Regions from separate parts of the Pan troglodytes genome. Here regions 1 and 2 are each linked to region 3. Evidence: chromatin contacts called from public Hi-C and HiChIP or PLAC-seq data. All regions are on one chromosome and are shown on one strand. The core of a region is the stretch at or near the end of the contact, and the rest is flanking DNA. Distances in the headings are between cores, read along the strand shown.

Region 1 (3,953 bases), core at 430-2,929, 300 kb before region 3:
GGAACGCAGAAGTGCTCGCAGAGGTCGTTGCAGGACTGCGTCGCGGGTGCGGTGCAGGAGCGCCCGTCTGCCTGCAGGGCGGCGCCGGCTGGGCACTGGCAGCGGGGAGCCCCAGGGATCGCATTGCACGCGTGCTCGCAGCCGCCGTTCTCCACGCTGCAGTCCCAAGCGCCCGGCGCCTCCCTGGCCCAGTGCCCCTGGACCGCTCCGGGCGGCGCGGTGCACATTAGCTGTAAGCCGAGGGGCGCCACCGCGGCGGAGCTGCCCACCGGCAGCGCCTGGAAGTCCGCTCCGCGGGCCGCGAACGGGGTGCCGTAGGTGATCGAGACGGCGGCAGCCGCGGCGCCGGGCTCCACAGCCAGTGGCCTGCAGGTGGCTGGGAAGTGGAACTCGCAGAGGAAGCCATCGGCCTTCACGTCGCACTGCTGCTCCTCCCAGATCGGCTCGCTGGGCACGGTGGCCTCAGCAGCGGAGACAGCGACGCACAACGGGCCGCAGAGGGGAGCCCCATTGAGGTCGAGCCGTGCCCACCTGCTATAGCTGGTGTTGTTGTCTCCCGTAACCCACTGGAAGCCGCGCAGGGGCCCGAGGCGCTTGGTGTCGCCGCAGCCGTGTGGCAGCTGCAGGCCGATCCAGAGGCGCCGGCGGCCAACGCCGCCGTCGCCGTTCAGTAGCAAGGAAATGACATCGGCAGCCACTGAGGAGCGCACTGTCATTAGGTGGCCCCGCAGTCCGTCGCAGATCTGACTGGCATTGAGGAAGGTCGCGGGGCCCGGGTAGAGCGCGAAGCAGTCGTGCTCGACGCACTGGCTGCCACCCGGCTGCGGCTCTGCGGGTGCGGGGAACCCCAGGCCGGCCAGGGCCAGCGCGCCAAGGACCAGGACCCCAAGCATGTTACCCAGGCGCGCCGCGTGCAGGCGCCGGGGAAAGCGCGGGCACTGCGACGGGGCCGTGCCGGAGCAGAGGGGCACAGGACGCCGATGGCGACAGCCTCTCCTGTCCGTCCCAGCCCAGACACTTCTTGCCGCTGCGCGCAGCCCCTGCGAGGCAGCCTCTGACATGCGGATCGGCCAGGGCTCGAGTTTATAAGTGCCCGGCCCTCCCTCCCTGGACGTTCGGGAAAAGGAAGGAAGTGCCTGGTGGGAAGGGCTGATGCCGCATACTCGGATTGCTGGGTTCTCTGGCCGCCCTTGCGCCCGCCCTCGCGCATGGGATCACCTCGCCGGGATGAGTAAACCCTGCCCTGGCGCAGGGAGGTTCTCGGGCGGGGCCGACAGGGGCAGGCGCCAGGGAAGGCCAACACCCCTGTAACGAGACGACTGTCCCCGCCCACCACTCGGGCCCCCACGCGTGCAGCCCTCTTTCATCTCTTGGTCCTCCTTTCTTTCTTTTCATACATGTTACAGCCACTTCCAAGGAAAGCCTGGATTGCAAGAGCTCTGGGAACCGGAGACTTCAGAGAAGAGGGCTTTGAATGGGGCGTGGGGGAGATGGTGCACAGGACCTGCAAGACGCTGGGAGGGGTGATCGGCACCAAGGGCACTTTGGGAGGACCTGCCTAGGACGTGGACTTCCCCGAAGACAGGATCGCAAGGAGAGACAGCTGGATCCTGTCCGCGGCCAAGGTGCCTGGCTCAGGAAACCAGCGGAGCGCGCTTGGCCTCACAGGACAGTGGGTGTGGCTGGGGTGACAGGGCAGGGTGGGGAAGACTGGCCTAATACCAGCGCCCTCTGCCCCATGGCTGGCCAGGGACCCGCGAGTCCCTGGACACGCACTGGCCAACGCCAGACCCCATCTCATCGGGTGGGGAAGTCGCGGGGACACTGTCAGGGCGCCGAAGTCCGGACCCCGCTCAGAGGCGGTGGCAGGTGAATTGCTGCGGCGCCGGGGAGGGGCGGGCGCGTGGGAGCGAGTCAGCCTGGCCGGTTTCGGCCCAGCTTCCGAAGGATGGTGCTTCTTGCACCCCAACAGAGTGGCTGGCAACCCCCCAGGGGAGCGCGCAGGATCCCAGCTGATCCCACCCGGGTCGGCTAAGGAGGTTTCCATTTAGTCCAGAGTCCGAATTGATACCCAGGTGCATAGAAACGCCACTTGCTCGGCAAAGGGCACTGAAGAGCCACCCTTCCTGTGGATGGGCAGGGTGGGAAGGGCTGGAGGAGGACATGGGAATCCGTTACTTTCGACCTCATCCGGTGGTTCACTTACCGGGAATGCGGAAGAGTGGGTCTCCCCCCTCGGGTCGCCCCCATAATGGTGAGAGGCAAACTGTTTAAAAACACCCTTGCCTCTCTCCTCTGCTGTCCTCACAACGAGCGCCAGGGGGCGGCGCTGTCGAGCTCTAAACAAAGCCAGGGAAGTTGGAGAAGTTTCGGGCTAAAAAGGGTTAAGGTGTAGGAGCTCAGAGGCCTCCTTCTGGGGTTGGAAGCTCCGTTCCCGGGCAGCTCAGCGTGGATTCCGCTGCGTTCACCTCTTGCCTCCAGGGCCCAGTAGATCCTGGGCTTTAAACAAGAACAGAGAGTATGGCGTCTGCAACGTGCGACAGACACGCACCGGTGGGGTGGGCCGGGCTGGACTGGACTGACCCGCAGTGACCAAACGGGTGGGGCGTGGACACTCTGAAAGTGAAAAGGGCAAGCACGACTGTCCCGCCGCACACTCCCCAGCGCCTTGGGGCAGAGAGCCTCAAAACGTCCCGCTGAGTTGAGCTCTTCGCTGGGAAGGCCGCCCCAGCACCCGGGAAACCAAGGAGCTGCTGGACACGGGGGTCTGAAGCTCCCGGAATGCACACAGCTGCACCTCCCCTGACGCGGACCCCCTGGGAAGAGGAAGGGAAGAGCGGCAGATAGCACAGTAGGGCTTGTCCGGCGGGAGCAGTCAAGCTGTGGCTGCCTAGGCTGAATCAGGGGGTCGTGACTCCGGTGCACAGCCTGCCTACGCGGGACGCAAAAGCAGGGCTACCTGCGGTACCGCCATGGGGGTGAGGGTGGAGCTTCAGATAAGGGCAGGAACCTCGTTGGGGCACTGCTGAAAGGTCTCAGAATGTGGGGGCAATTCCCAGAGTGAATGATACAAGAGAAGGGGACAGGATCGGTTACAGAATCAGAAACCAGTGCAAAGTGAAAATGTGGGGTCCATTGTTCAATTACAAGGATTCAAGACTGTGATAGCAAAGTGTTAAACAAGGAATGAGGCCCTGGGGGGGTGATGAGAGGGCCCTTCTGAACCTGCCAGCCCTAAAAGCCACTGAGGGACATTCAAGGATCAGATCTCACCCCACACCAGGCTGGTTGAGTTCTTGGATGGATTCTAGCTGATTCACCAACACAATGTTTCACTGGACGTCCTACACAGGTCCACTTGCACCCATTGCTGATTCTTGCAAAGAAAAAAAAAAGTGTGAGAACAGCCCCAATAGCTGAGTCCACTAAGAACTCAGTGATGTCTGTGAAACTTGGATCAACCCTATATGAGGAGGTGCAGATGTTGAATGTTTCTGTATTAGAAAGAAACTAGAGCAACAACAGATAGAAGCAGAGCATTGTCCCATGGGGGGTACCACAGTGTCTGGGTTGCCCTACACAAGGATGGGTGGACATGACCCACTTGGCTTTCCCACCTGTAAGGGCTTTACCCCTGGCCCTCAGGATACCTTTGCCTTGTGGGGCCTGCCCTCAGCCGCTTTGTTTTTCCTCTCCAGCCAATACCTTGGAGGCTTTGCATATTTTAGACTACCTTCTGGTGACTGAAGGTCCCCTGTCTGTGTTCTTGCCCCATCCCTATCTTCCTATCTGTGCCCCCTGCACACTAGGGTGGGCCACTCCTTCCTATCCCTTTGCAGATAACACATCCACTTCCCAATGCTTGGCCCAGTTCCTGGCCCAGCGCCCTCACTCTGGCCCACCAGCAGACTTGCTTTACTCCTGAAACAGCTCCCTTGAAGAACACCCATCTG
Region 2 (3,866 bases), core at 1,042-3,541, 260 kb after region 3:
AAGCTGATGCCCTGTCTTACGTTGTTCAGCTCCAGGCTTTCTTGAAAAGGGCAGTTGTCAATGTCATCTTCAAATTTCCTACATACGGTTTGGCGCAGTTGCAGATTCATGGAGAACACCATCTTACCTCGCCACTGTTGGAAAAAAGAAGATTAAAGTGGATGCACCGTCTTCCTGCCCCTAAGTAGCTACTAGTGAAGATGCCATTTGAGTAGGAGAGTCCCCAACACTTTACTGCATTTGAGAGCTTGCCCATGGGCCTGGCATCAGCTCACTGGAGGTGAAACCCAGGGGATCTTCTCTAGACTGAGGAGTTAAGAGCAAAAAGCAGGTGGGCATGGTGGGTCTGGGGAGGATGCAGGCTGAGTCAGACCCCACTAACACATTCTCCACCTCCACCCACCCCCATTTCCCACGGTGAGACTCCAGCTTCACTCTCAGTAGGCATCTGATCTTGCAGCTGCATTCCCAGAGGACAGAGCCACATGTCCGGGAGGGTGTTGGATCTCCAAGAGTTTTCAGGGTAACTTCAGCCCTGGGACAGAGGGAGCCTCATCTACAGTGTGTTGTCAAACCTTCCAAGTGACCTCCAGCAAGAAGAATGACACACAGCGCTCCCACTACACACAGGCACACACCCTGGGAAAATGGCTTCAAGAAATACCATCTGCCCTATTGCAAAGTGCATGCTGAAGTTCTCCTTGCCCTCCTTCCCACTCCATTCTATTTAATTCCACTCCATAGCCTCCCTCCCACCCATCTATTCTTCCCAGCCCCCAAACTGATGCTGGGATTGCCATATCCAGGAAGCCATGTGGAAAGCTTTTAGGACTTACTGTCATTTAGGACTTATAGACCATAGTAAGGAGCTTAGATTTTATTCTAAAGGTATTAAGAATGGAGGCTTACACTGAGGTCTTGGAGAATCAAGCAAAGCACTGGGAAAGCAGAAGCATGAGGCCTGGCCAATCTCAATCTCTGAGACTTCCAAGGTTCCAGCATTAATGTTAGCAGACACCATTACTGGACCAGATGCCCCTCTGAGGGTTGCATCAGGCTTTTAATTCTCCCGAGAGGAGGCAGCAAATGAGCTAGGAGGAAAATTCCTCTGTACCAGCATTGGAATCCTGAGGATGGCAGTGAAGAATCCACCCCAGGAGGCAGAGAACCAGCCAGGGCCTTGCACAGAGTCTTTCCAGAGCTTAAGCTCTGTGCGGTACTAGAGTCCCTCTGCCCTTCTTTCAGGCTCTTGGTGCCGAGAAAGGAAGAGCAATGCTCCTTCTCTCTCTAAACCAGAAGTTCTCCACTAGGAGGGCATTTTACTTGTTCATGCCTGAAGCCCAGATGAACTGTGCATTCCTGACCACATTTAATGATTTCATCAAAAAGGCAAGCATTTTAGGATGAAGGTCCATTGAGGAAGAGTGTAAATTAAGTGCAGACAGAGCAAGGAGCCCAGAGAAGGTGGAGATCAGAGAACTAACCTTTCACAGTGGCCTCTCAGGGCTGATGGTGTTCTTTATTGCCCTCGAATTCTCACTGTTCTCTCTCTGTCTGCCTGTCTCTCTCTCTCTCTGTCTCTCTCTCTCTCTCTGTGTGTGTGTGTGTGTGTGTGTGTGTGTGTGTCCTTGCTTTTCCATTTTCATTTTATGACCTGGAAATATTTATCAGTCTCTTTGGTTATTTTCTCTTCTTGTCAGCTTCATCTCCTTAGAAGTCCTTATTTTGAAGTCACTCTTCAGTTATACAATGTCATAAAAATCATGAAGATTGAAAAATATATTTTGCATGTGAATAGACATTTACCTAATTTAAAAAAAAATTTAAGTTCAATGTTTTCCAAAACTAAAACTACCGTAATTGGTTGTGGACTACCCGACTATGGACTGCTGATGGTGAACCAAGTCTCCTAGACTAGACACCTTGGTCCCTCACTTAGGGGCAGATGGAGAAGGACAGGCCAGAAGAGGATGTGGTCACCAACCTTTCTGTCCATGCTATCCTCCCTCCATGGACTCAGGACGCGCAACAGCCTGTAGGCGTGCTCCTCCTTGCTCTGCATGTTGAAAGTGTTCAAGGCAAACTCCACTGTGGTGAGGAACATAGGATCCTGGACTATTTTATTATTACCACCCATTTCCTCTTCAGAACACCAGGCATAAGTCACCAGGAGCTGGAAGCCCATGAGAAGCAGTGACAGTGCCCAGGGCAGAGCCTTCCTCCTCTGCGGACTCGACATGATGCAGGCTCCAGCAGCCCTTGCCTTTGCCCTTCAGATCCCTGGTGTCCACTGGAGCCTTCCAGGGCTCAGGTCTGGCCTTTAAATTCACCTGCTGGGGCAGAAACTCCTCCCTCCAGGCCTCACCTCTGCAGTTACACCCTGTCTCTCCCATACGTGGCCTCCCTTCTTCCAAAGGCATTTAAATCATCTCCTGTTTAGGGGAGAGGAACAGCACCCAGGCAGGTGGGTTGGAAAAGACTAGCAATGGGAAAGAGAGTTCCCTGGACATGAGGCCCAGCCCCAGCTTCCCAAGCACCTCCGCAGGCTAAAGGAGACCTCCACTGGGCGCCCCAGAGTCAGAGCCCGGCACAGGAACACAAGTGTGAGAGGTATGAGTGGAAGGTGAGCCCTGGACTCAGCAGTGGGGGTGGGCTGGGAGGGGGAGGATATGTGGAAAGGCAGAGACGAAAGGATGGAAAGGGATGACAGTGGATGCTATCGTGGGTGAGCAGGTACAGCGCCCCGAGAAAGCACTGGGCCTGTTGAGAGAGAGGCAGGGAGCCCGGGAGGACTGGCACGATGTCCTGCAGGTGTCTGCTCCCCCGAGGGTCTCGGGAGGGGGGCACCAGCCTGGGGGTCGTGGGCAGAGGTTGAGGAAACCAAGAGCAGGAGCCCCCAACCCTGAATGCAGCTTCCCAGCCCAGGGACGCGCTGCCAAGTGCTGGTACTAGGGGCCTGGCTAGTTATGGCTGCCCGTATTCCTCAAAGGTGTTTCCAGGACGGGTGGCCGCTTGCAATTGGAGCAGTGGAGAACCAGAAAGACGAAGATGCCCTCAGGGATGGCTGAAGTGCACCCATTAGGTTGTCACGGGTTCCCTCCTGTGGCCACAGCCGGCACAGCGCTCTGCGGCACACTTTGTGGGTGGAGATTCTGAGTTCTCGACCAACACCCACATAGCCTCCAACTCCAACCGCAAATGGGGCTCTCAAAAGACTGAATAATGCACTCTTCACAGACCAGACTTAAGCTTTGTCCCTGTGAAATATGCCTTTGATGTTTATCCGTAGCTCCTTGTAAACTTCAGAAGCAACCAGCATCCCCTGAAGTCACGTTAAAAAGCAAGTTCCTAGTTTCCCCACCCAAAGATTCTGACCCAGTAGCTGTGAGCAGGGCCAGGGAACCTACATTTCTCACCAGCTTCCAGAGGATGGTTGTGTTCCCGGTCTCAGAACCACACTTTGAGTGGTGCAGGTTCAGAATACTTCCTGGGAAGTGCATACAGACCAAACCACATATGAGAAGTAACTCAGCTTGAGGGGCATGGAGGTCAGGGGATGAGAATGGCTTTTGTGGGGCAGGCAGGATGGGGGACAGGCTTAGACAGCATGCCTGGTGATAAAGAATAAGAGTTTGTTTCTAGACCCTGTTTGCAAAGAAAAAGCAACTCAATGTGACAATTCCAGGAAAGCAGCCAGATGTGCCAAAAACATCACCCAAGGAGTCTGTATCCTTTCTCTGATGGCATTGAGTTCACTGGAACTGCAGCTGAAGCGTAACTAATGTGGTTTCTTAGCTGGAGAGTGATGGTGCACGTGGGGGTAGGAAGGGGGTGTCAGTGAGGGCGGAAATGTGGGTTTTGGGATG
Region 3 (3,849 bases), core at 854-3,353:
TGTTTGCATAAAAAAGGCACTGTGAAGATCCCTGTCCTGTCCTGTTCCGTTCTAATTACCTGTGCATGCAGCCCCAGTCACGTACCCACTGCTTGCTCAATTGATCATGACCCTCTCACGTGAACCCCCTTAGAGTTGTGAGCCCTTAAAAGGGACAGGAATTGCTCACTTGGGGAGTTCGGTTGTTGGAGACGTGAGTCTTGCTGAAGCTCCCTGGCCGAATAAAGCCCTTCCTTCTTTAACTTGGTTTCTGAGGGGTTTTGTCTGCGGCTTGTCCTGCTACAAATAGGGGGAATAAAAGCCAGGGTTGCTTCCAAAGAGAGCAGGGAGTGAGTGTTGAGGACAGATCATCACAACTGTGCAGTTGAGGAGCATGATTTGAACCCAGGCTTGTCTGTTCATTCAAACAGTATTTATTGAGCCCTTGCTTTGGGTCAGGCACAATTTTATATGCTGGAGACACAAACCTAAAAGGACCCTAACCTAAAAGGCAGACCCCACAAACCTAAAAGGCAGAACAGCTGCCTTTCAAAGCTAAAGTCTCGCATTTTTAAAAGGCCTTGGAGCTGCATTAATGTTCTTCTAACCAGCTTTTCTAGGTATGAATCGACCCTGTGACACCAGGATGGTTCTTTGTCAGCCTCCTTGTCTATAAAATCAGAAATAATGGTACCTCCCCCAATAAGTTATGTGAAACAAATTAAAGGGGCTTATTATACAGGAAACAAAAGCAGCACAACATCCAAACTACTGAGCGTGCAGTAAATCAACGCATTCCCACTTCCATTCCATCCACGCTGATTTAGATCAATCCAAGTATCACTGCCTTGGGGTTCAAAAGGCCATGTTAGTTCATAAAGCCCCGAAAATGCTCTTTCACACTCTCTGCTCAGCCTCCAACGTGTCTTTTTAATAATCCAAACTTTCCACCTACTTAACTGAAGTGTGTGGGGGGAGAGGGTGCGGGGGGGAAGGGGTAGCCTATACTAAATAGCCCAACTGTTTTCCACTTGTCCTGAAATCTGAGACCAAGATTCTCTTAGGAATGCACGCAAAGGGAGCCGACGGGACGCCAAGAAAGCACAGGTTAAACTACCTCACTTCATCTAGCCCCATTTCTCTCCTGGCTTTTCAATTAATTATTCAGCCTCAGACCAGCAGATGGAGCTGAAAATGTTGTCTAAAGAAATGAGGTTTTTCTTTTAATTTACAAGCTATAGTTTCTCATGCCTCCACACTGAATGGTTACATCCTGTTGAGCCTGTTCGTAAAGTTCAGTAAAAATCCAGTTCTCATTCCAGAACAGCTGAATCGTAGCTAGGGACGCGGAAGAACACAGTCCCAACCCCAGCCGGGCCCGGGTTTCCCGGAGTCCCTCAAGCCTCAAGGCAGTGGGGAGCCGCCGTCACGCCCCCGCCTCCCCCACGTCCCACCCTCGCCCCAGTCTCCTCCCACTTTTAGCTACTTTTCCCATCTGACTAAAACTGGCTTCCTCTGTGTCCACCAAGATGTCGCCTCTAAGTGGCCTAACTCCTAAAGAGCGCGATCGGCTCAAGCACTCCGCCACGCGGTTTCCACGGGGCGCGGCCGGCGTTGCCCTCGCCGTGGCCTCAAGCATTGCGGCGCCCCACATGTTGCCAGACGGAAGGCCTCGGCGGGGTCAGGCAGCTGCTGCTGGCCGTGACTACATCACTGGTGACGTTTCACGAGACTTTTAACTGAAATCACTCCAATACAAGCGCATGCGGGACGAGGGGAAAGCATCTCACCCGACCCCACACACCTTCCCCTCCCTCTCCAGCCTAGCGGCCTCCGCGCAGCGGAAAAAAAAGCAGACGCTACTCCCCGCTCTAGGTGCGGGACCTAAGAGGTTTGGCCCAATCAGGCATCCCACCTAACCAGACGGGCCGGAGTCTGTGGCCCGGTTGGACCAACGAAAACTCTAGGGCTGATTTGCCGGGATTTCTGGGAAAGTGACACTCCCGGAAGCTACCGCCTCTTATAAGCCACACATGGGCGGAGTTAGCCTTCCGGCCCGCAGTCCTACTGGCTGACTTCGCTGCCCGTCACGGGAATGCGGGAGAGGGCGGTGCCGGGGCGCTCGCGTCTGCGCGGAGACCGGCTGGCCGCGCGCGGGAAGCCGCGGAACTGCGCCGGAAAGTCCCCCGGTTCTGGGGCCCCGGTGACCCAGAGTAAGCCTCCAAGAAGGAGGAGGAGGGGAGAAAGGCGGCTCTTCCCGTGCCCCTACCAGAGGCTTCGGTGGGCCCACCTTGTGACCTCCGCGGCCGGCTCCTCAGTGGAACTGCGGCCCACGCGGGGGGCGTCCCGACCGTGGGGGCCGCGGCCCGCGCTGACCCTGGACGTCGCCGCGCAGGTACGTTGCCGTCCCCCGGCGGTCTGACCCCCGAGACAGCCCCTAGTGCATACCCCACGCCCTCCTCCATTGTCGAGAATGAGACACGGCTGTGCCTTTGTCCACGTGGTAGAGTTGCCGCCGCGGTGAGGCTCTCGCCTGTGCAAAAAGCGTGGCAGCGAATTCTCATCAACGAGGGGAGGCGCGTCCCCTCACAGCGCAGCTCTCGGGTCTGAGGAGGGCCGGGCAGGGCGTGCGTCTGTCTAGGTTTGAATTAAAGGCGACTCACAGGAAATAAGGCCATGCCACTGTGGTAGCTTTTCCCGTCCATCTCCGGACACTCGACGGTGTGGGTCGTGCGAGGAGGCGGCAGTCTTCACAGCCTCTTACTCTAGTCCTCACGGTCAGGTTCTTTTTCCGATTTGACACAGACAGCGGGACTGACGACCTCATAGGTAGCTGAAAACCGTAAGTGGAGATGGTCCTTCTATGGGGTGTGGGGGCGTGGCCAGTTGTTAGATTGTGTTTGGAAAGACAGCCAGGGGCAGAGAAGAGGGGCATTTCTGAGATGATGGGGGGACTGGTGCCATGGAGGGAGGAGGAGTGAGGTGGAGATCGGGAAATCCAGCCAAAGAGAAATGGGGTCCCTGGGAGAAAATTCCCACTCTAGCAGTCCTGGAGTTGTGCTCATGGAGACTTGCTTACGCTAGTACAAGGACAGCGTTGTATTGACAAAATTTCAGCCCTCAGTCTAGTCTTGTAAACGATAGATCAGGAGTGTACCTAACCGTCGTTACCTTGATCCAGCCCTAGGTTTCCCTTTTCTCATTTGTAAAATTGTTATAGTAATACCTTTTTCATCCATTTGTGGTAACAGTTAAATGAGGTAATTTGTGTGAAGCCCTTAGCAAACACAGCGCTTCTTATTCGTAGGTTCCGCGTGGGGTGGATTCAACCAACCTCAAATCAAAAATATTTTTCAGAAAAAGAAAAATGGGTTTGTACTGAACATGTAGAGGCTTTTTTTTTCTTGTCATTATTTCCTAAACTATACAGTATAACAACTATTTACATCCCATCTACATTGTATTAGGTATTATAAGTTACCTACAGATGATGAAGGTATATAGGAGGATGCTGCGCATAGGTTATATCAAACAGTACACCATTTTATCAGGGACTTGAGCATCTGCAGATGTTGGTATCCTCGGGGGTCCTGAATCCAGTTCCTCACAGATACCGAGGGACCACTGTACTCAGTCCAGAGTACAGTTGAGGCTTAACTATGAGGTCTGTGGAGGGCGTGGAAAGACCCACGTCTGAAATTGGCTCTTAACTGCTCATTTTTAGGACAGCTTCCCTCCCAGCCAGCCCTTTACCAGAGGCAATGCACCACCTTTGCAGCCGTTATAAGTACCTGGCTCTTTCCAGCCCTATGTGGAATGTTTTATTTATTTCATAAGCTAATCATTATAAAAAAAAAAGTCTTTTTTTTT

What was found. A called contact is a pair of places that touch in the nucleus more often than the background predicts. HiChIP or PLAC-seq counts read pairs in DNA pulled down with a chosen protein or histone mark.
Region 1: a contact with region 3 is called in a Hi-C map of induced pluripotent stem cells, with 2.3 times the contacts expected there. The contact joins the promoter of THBD here to the promoter of NXT1 in region 3. A contact is called at or near these places in 3 of 7 Hi-C or Micro-C datasets (blood, induced pluripotent stem cells and stem cell-derived neural progenitor cells), 1 of 1 datasets of contacts at active chromatin or transcription factors (stem cell-derived excitatory neurons) and 1 of 1 other capture datasets (stem cell-derived neural stem cells).
Region 2: a contact with region 3 is called in an H3K4me3 HiChIP or PLAC-seq map of stem cell-derived excitatory neurons, with 13 times the contacts expected there. The contact joins the promoter of CST9 here to the promoter of NXT1 in region 3. A contact is called at or near these places in 2 of 7 Hi-C or Micro-C datasets (blood and stem cell-derived neural progenitor cells) and 1 of 1 datasets of contacts at active chromatin or transcription factors (stem cell-derived excitatory neurons).

The regions. Positions count from the first base shown.
Region 1 is chr21:29,583,307-29,587,259 of NHGRI_mPanTro3-v2.0_pri, forward strand. It overlaps THBD (thrombomodulin), which reads right to left and starts at 1,680. Exons shown (of 1, transcript XM_525283.6): 1 at 1-1,680. The coding sequence starts at 1,061.
Region 2 is chr21:30,140,712-30,144,577 of NHGRI_mPanTro3-v2.0_pri, forward strand. CST9 (cystatin 9) reads right to left here and starts at 2,292. Exons shown (of 2, transcript XM_525288.7): 1 at 1,985-2,292; 2 at 1-134. The coding sequence starts at 2,239.
Region 3 is chr21:29,878,573-29,882,421 of NHGRI_mPanTro3-v2.0_pri, forward strand. NXT1 (nuclear transport factor 2 like export factor 1) reads left to right here and starts at 2,104. Exons shown (of 2, transcript XM_001146071.6): 1 at 2,104-2,374.